Regions from separate parts of the Zea mays genome. Here region 1 is linked to region 2. A link is a contact called in public Hi-C data. All regions are on one chromosome and are shown on one strand. Each heading gives the region's core, a stretch centred on a gene start, on an enhancer-like site or on the middle of the called end of the contact. The rest is flanking DNA. Distances are from core to core; before and after follow the strand shown.

What was found. A called contact is a pair of places that touch in the nucleus more often than the background predicts.
Region 1: a Hi-C map of tassel shows a contact between it and region 2, with 4 times the contacts expected there. The contact joins the promoter of LOC100279269 here to the promoter of LOC100191541 in region 2. A contact is called at or near these places in 5 of 25 Hi-C or Micro-C datasets (bundle sheath, ear, leaf and 1 more).

What each region holds. Positions count from the first base shown.
Region 1 is chr1:96,829,674-96,833,214 of Zm-B73-REFERENCE-NAM-5.0, forward strand. LOC100279269 (putative RING zinc finger domain superfamily protein) reads right to left here and starts at 1,274. Exons shown (of 4, transcript NM_001152290.2): 1 at 923-1,274; 2 at 697-818; 3 at 273-553; 4 at 1-190. The coding sequence starts at 981.
Region 2 is chr1:96,454,671-96,457,917 of Zm-B73-REFERENCE-NAM-5.0, forward strand. LOC100191541 reads left to right here and starts at 1,843. Exons shown (of 5, transcript NM_001365495.1): 1 at 1,843-2,290. The coding sequence starts at 1,963.

The DNA of each region.
Region 1 (3,541 bases), core at 24-2,523, 370 kb after region 2:
CCTGCCACGCCGCCGCCTCCGCCCTCAGCCGCGCCACCCGGTCCTCCAGGTCCGCGCGGCGCCGCGCGGCCTCCGACGCCTCCGCCTCCTTCTCCCTTACCCGTTGAGCAGCCGCCGCCTCCGCCGCGCCGACCAGCGAACGGTAGTGCCGCCGCCGAGTGTCGGCCAGCGCGCGCCGGAGCCTGTCCGCCTGCAAGGCACAAGGAGCACATCAGCGACATAGGACGGTCTCTGGTGGATACCGACGGCGACAAACGACGCACGGTTCTTACATGTTCCTGGATCAGCCGGTCCATCTCGTTCCTGTGCTGATCGCGCTGCGCGGCGAGCTCTTTAGAGAGGAGACATGAGGCCGAGGCCGAGGCCGGGGACGTGCACGACACGTGCTCCGAGCCCTCGTCGAAGTCGAGCCGGAGGCCCATCGCCGTCCGCTTCTGAAGTTGCGCCAGGTTGATCACCTTGGGCCCCTGCGCCTGCGGTTGCTGCTGCAGAGAGAAGAACTGCGACGACATGGGCTCCGCCTCGCGCTGCCGCTTCCTCCCGCCGCCGTAATCTATGTGCACACAGCAACCCGACAATTAAGTCCCCGGCGACCTTTTCACGATCCGAAATCGGAACAGAAGGGTGCGGTGCTGCTGCCCAAGAAGACGAAATCCGCCGCGGAGCCAAGGAGTGCGCTTTGTTTGATCTGCTTACCTCCATGCGAGAAGTCCAAGAAGAGGGGCGGAGCCTGAGCCTGCTGCGGCGCCATAGCCTCCTTCTGCGCCTGATGATGCAGCTCCATCGCCGCCGCCAACCGGCTGCCCTCCGGCGCGCCGCTGACAACCCAGACGCTCAAATCACCCATCCGAATACGATCCAGCAGACCGACGATCGACGCGGAAGAAACGATTAGAAGATGCACAGCGGCCACGGCAGGTACCTGACGAGGAAAGGGGACTCGCGGTGGTAGTGGTGGTGATAATGCGCCTGGACCGCCATTGCTGGAACCGGGGCAACCAAATCAATCAGGCAGCCGAGAGAGAGGCGACGGACGGGTGGAAGCACGCGCGTGCCAAGCGTGTGAGTCGGGTGGGCAGTAGGAGGACGGAGAGAGTCGCGGGCAACGCGAACGAACTGGTCCACCGCCTCCTCCTCGTCCTCGTCTTAAGAGGGCGTCATGGGGCTGGCTGCTCCTGTCCAGTCTCACCTGCTTCGCGCATGCAGGGATGACACGGGTGGCAGGCTGTTGGCGTGGCTGGTGCTGGCTCGATTTCATGAGGAGAGAGGGTTGGTGCTGATGCGCTGGTGCCTTTCCGTTTTCCTTTCATATTTATCAAAGGAGATGCTTAACGTTAGCGATGGCTAGCGTGAACTGTCTGGCAATTTGTGATTTACTACCATATACTGATACACACGATTGGAACTATGTACATTTAGACCTTTTTAAAAAATAAGGACTAGTTTGGAAACCACATTATCTCAAGGGATTTTCATTTTCCTAAAGAAATTAGTTCATTTTTCTTTGAAAAAATAAGAATCTCTTGAGAAAATTGAGCTCTCAAACTAGCTCTAAAAGAAACAAATCGGTCTTAGAGAATTCTAAACCTATAAAAATTGTTATATCTTCATTTTATATAGAGAATTAAATTATTTCTTCCAGTTCCTATGGTTGAAGGAAACTAGCATGAGGTTAGAAATCACAATTTTTTCCTTATATATATTTCTATGATAATTTATGTACTTTTAAGGCTGGCCGGAGCATGTAAACGCTTCTCTTCTCTAAATATAGAGTAGATTTTCTCAGCTCTCTCTTCCAACAACGTCCTATAAACATAGGTTCATTCATATATACAGATTTTATCCCTTCTCTTTTTTATTCTTTTTAATACTTTAAATAATAAATTAAGCAAAACTAAAATATGTATTAAATATTTAAGGGTGCGGTAGGTAAAAATCTAAAGCAAAATTTATCTCTAATATACATGATAAGATATGGAGGACGTTACTAGAGATAAATAACATATAGAAAAGGGAATATTTTAAAGGATACTCTAAAATTAGGATGTAAAAAGAGATACAGATGACACCGAAAGTCTAAGAGTATTAGGTTTCTAGAGACTAATTTTTAGTTTCTCTATTTCATTTCATTTCATTTCATTTTAGTGTCTAAATTACTAAATACGGAAACTAAAACTCTACTTTAGTTTTTTGTATTTAGCAATTTAGAGATTAAAATAAAATAAAATTGAAAGACTAATAATTAGTGCATAAAAACAAAACACCCGTTAAGTTGAGCTAAAAACAATATTCGCCATCGAGGACAGATGAAACTGCAATATATTGTCTGGCCACTTCTTTTCTTTTATTTTATTCTAAGGATATACTGCCTCGTAGCGGTGAGCACAAAATGTTGGCAAAAAAAATGTTAAAAGCAGAACACGGTGGGGGCGCGGTTGGTGCCATGCCAGTGACATATTTCATCATGTCACAAGGCTGTTGGAGTGATATGTTACTCGGTAAGCAAATCGTTCGGTGGCACACTGGCACTACAGCACATTTTGAAATGATATACTCCCTCTGTTTCGTTTTAGATGTCGTCGCTATTTATAGATTGATTGTTAGAAACGACTTATAAAAAGAAATAAATGAAGTAGTTATAAACAAAATACTGTAAAAACCACAGATATAACAGGATTAAAATCACAGTAACCCGCAGCGAACAACCTTTGCAGTATATCTCTACGGATGGATATGGATGGGTGGGTGAAATATCCAAGGCCCCGTTGGGAATACCCCGAGTAAAAAGATTGGAAAACAACGGGCGTGTTCGGCTGGCTACAAGCCGACACTGTTGCAGCTGTTTGGACTGCTGCAGCTGCAATCCATAGAGAGAAAAATACTGTAGAAGCCGCAGCCGCAGCCGGATTGCAGCCGCAGCAAGCCGCAGCGAACAAGCTGAACATGTCTACTTTATCGTAACTATTAGTAACTCAACTCACAAAAGCGACTGAAAACGAAGACACGTCGAATAAAACACATGTAGAGTCGTTCTGAAGTTGTAGCACCGTCTGCTCCGGTCGATGTCATGCCGATGCACCAGCTAGTACAATTCGAGGGAGAGAGAGAGAAACGTTCTTTTAGTACAGCAAGATTCGGTCTTGGAAAATTGAAAATGGCTTGGCAATTGATCACTCCAGAGAGTCCAGCCTGAAAAACGCCGATTCTGAGCCTTCTTTTTCATGCCTGCGCGGTTTTTTTTTTTGTGTGAAATGGCCATTTCGTCTCGTGGCATGCACCGCAAGGCAAGGAATTAACTCTTCTCGGTTGCAAAACGTCCAAATCTGCTGATCCATGAGGCTGCAGAATTAAAACCCGTCGGAGCCTGCTGACCCCGCAGCTTCTCAACTTGTGCATAGTAGGTAGCAGCCCCTTAGGCTAGCTCCAACAACGCACTGTAAAGCGTTCTGTACTCTAAATTTAGAGTTCAGAAGCGTCCTCTAGACGCCCAGCAAGGACCTCTAAATGACACTCTAAATTATAGATGACGCCGCACGCACCC
Region 2 (3,247 bases), core at 593-3,092:
CACAGGTGATGTTGTGCCAGGGAGTTGATGTTGTGCAGTAGGAGTTCCAGGGAGTTCATGTTGGGCACTTAACCCCACCAAGGCTTTTGTTGGGCGCCACAACTTCAGTTGGTCATGTTGAGCACTTAACCCCACAAAGGCACAAAAAGAGAGTAGTAGGAAAGAAGTTGACGACGAAGAAGAAACATGTTTGAAAGTAACTGGATGTGTGAGACTAGCTAAATCTATATTCCATGAGACTATGTGTATTTGTATGTGTGAAACTATGTGTATGTGTGAAACTATGTGTATGTCTGTGGTCAAACTATGTCTATTCGATGAAGAGTTTCTGTGGTCAAACTATGGCACATTCAGTTTATGTTTATGAAGAGTTTCTGTTTTCAATTAGTCCCTCTTCCATGTTCAGTTTGTAGCTCTCTTTTCAGTTTATGTTCATGTGACTGAAAACAGAATCGAAAATAGAAACTGAAAACAGAAACCCAGGTTCACAGGTGGACATACACAACTTCAGAAAGAAGCTTTATGTTCATGTGACTGAAAACAGAAACCGAAAACAGAAACCCAGGTCGACAGGTGGACATACACAACTTCAGAAAGAAGCTAACTCTTATGATGCATGGAACAAGTTCACTACCAGGTTCATAAACTTCAGTCATACATACCCAAGTTCACAGTAGTTCACTACCAAGTTCAGTTACATAATAAGGTTATTGAAATACTCAGATAACCTTACACAAGCTAACTCTTACACAGATAACACATCCAGTGCCCATTCCACACCACCCATACTACTCTACTTCCTCTGACGACCCCGAATCTCTTCATAATTGACATCATCCAGTGCCCATTCCCCACCACCCATATCTTGATCTTCAGCAAATTGGTTATTGAAATACTCAGATAATGGTGGCGACGGACCAGCTTCGAGATCTTCTAAACGTTGTGCTTCCTCCTCAAGTGACTGAGCAAGCTCATACACGCGCCACATTGCGAAGTTCACTGACACCTCTTTGGCCGTATCTGGCGAATCCATAATCTCGTCTCCAGCCAAATCTTTCAACTCCTCCCAACTACATGCATCTTTGCAATGGCTTGGGCGAGGTCACTACGAACCGTTTCAAATCAGGTTATTTGCGAAACCACAAACAATGTTGTTGGAATTGAACATAGTACTGCAAAAGTTTACAAACCACAACCCTAAATTAGGTGGAAGGGAAACCTTACCGACACTGAACGAGGTGCCGAGCACTGCTTGAAGACAGAATGGGTCTGCCGTTGGGAAGTAAATTGCATCTAGCTGTTGTAGGATTAGGGATGTTGCTGGTGAGTTTGTTGGGTGTAGCACGTACCTGATGTGGCCGCGCAGGTGACATCCTTGCCGATGGAGTGCTCCTTGCCGCTACCGTCGCCTGTAGGCTTGGCGATGATTGACACAGACAATCGACTGAAGGCGGCAACCACTTCGGCCTCACTGTCGACCTCGACATCGACGTCGACGACCAGCCGTTTCTTCCCTCTCGTCGGAGTCGCCATCGGAGGAACTAGCACAGAAAGATTGACAGAAAGATTGGCGGCGCTGTGGAATGGAAAGAGGAGTTAGGTTTTCACCCGGCTCCGTGGTTAAAGCAGGGACAAAATTGACTTTTATCATAGCTCATGGAAGGTTACAGAGGGCGGGAGATTAACCGTCCCAATTTGATGTTGATGTGTGCTTCATAATACCAAAGTAGCGAGGTGTAGCGGAGTAGTAGACCGGCGAAGTCGCTCGACGACAATGTTACAAAGTCAATTAACTCCAACTAGACGAGGTCAGCCACGCGCAACGGCGCAAGCCGAATCCACCAACGCCAAACGACCGCACCAGCCAGTCCACTTCGCCAGTGATCTGTCTCAGCTCGTCGCGTCTCCGGCGCCGACAGACACGGGCGAGTGGGCAACGCGGCTCCGAGATCGGCGGGCAGGATGATGATGCTGATCGACTGCTCGAGGTGCCGTACCCCGCTGCAGCTGCCGCACGGGGCTCCCTGTATCCGATGCGCCATCTGTGGGGCTATCACGCACGTCGCCCCCGCCCCTCCTGTCGAGCCCAACCGCGGTGCCGTACAGCCGCCGCCGGGGTGGGGTCCACCGCCGCCGCCGGTGCACGGGCGAAAGCGAGCCGTGGTGTGCGGGATATCGTATCGGCACTCGCGGTATGAGCTGAAGGGCTGCATCAACGACGTCAAGTGCATGCGCCACCTCCTCATGACGCGCTTCAACTTCCCCGACGACTCCATCATTATGCTCAACGGTCCGTAGATCCGCACCCTCTGTTCTGCATTGCTGCTCTACCGACTCCTAGGAAGTCGATCGAATTGGTTGGCCGCAATTTCGGGTCAACTCTTTGCCTGTATAAGATCCTTGTATATGTGGTTTCTCCTGCGGCACGATTGATTGCCAAAGAGAAGGATAGGATGAGATATGATGACTGGAGGAGGCCTTGCGGTCGGCTACCTTTATTTGTTCCAATTATTCTTATCCTTGGCATATTTTATTAGGGTTGATGCTGGAGGATGCATGAATGCATGTTTCGTCCAATATTATGAGATATTTATCACCTGTCTGACCAAATGGTTCTGCCTCAGGCCGTTTAAAAAAAAAGGATAAGTACATGAATATGCTTGCTTGGCCATTTTGGATCATATATGATGTTCAGGTTGAGAATTGAGATAATCAGAAGGAAGGTATAGTTTCTGCTAGTATTTTTCCAAACCAGGAGATTTTGTCTTAACTTTGATTTCAGCAACTGAATCCCAAGTGTGGAACTGCAAATTCATGTAAAGTTCAGACTGTTTAAAGTGGTTATATACATTGTGGGTCCTGCAAGTTTCTGCAAAGAAATTAAGGATTTTCTACTGTTCATCCTTCCAAATATGGGAATTTTATGTTTTGTGAAAAATATAGATGCAATCCCACAGTTGGGAATTTTCTAGATTAGTAGATTGAATGTCTATATTTTGAATGTCATCGATGTTTGAATTTGAGGCTGACGTTGTCTATCTCACACCAAATCACGGGTCTAATTCATATTGGCTAGGCTACGATGTTGTTGTATATAGATAGGGGGTTTTATGGTTTTCTCGGTCTGTGTAAGAATGTCCTCTTCTTAATGCAATGCTCGGGGTTGTCTTATCACCACTGGTCGAGTTTTTTTAATATACCTGTCTGTGCCTGGTCTGAAGGGCAAGTTTGGTTTAGTGTTGAGAGT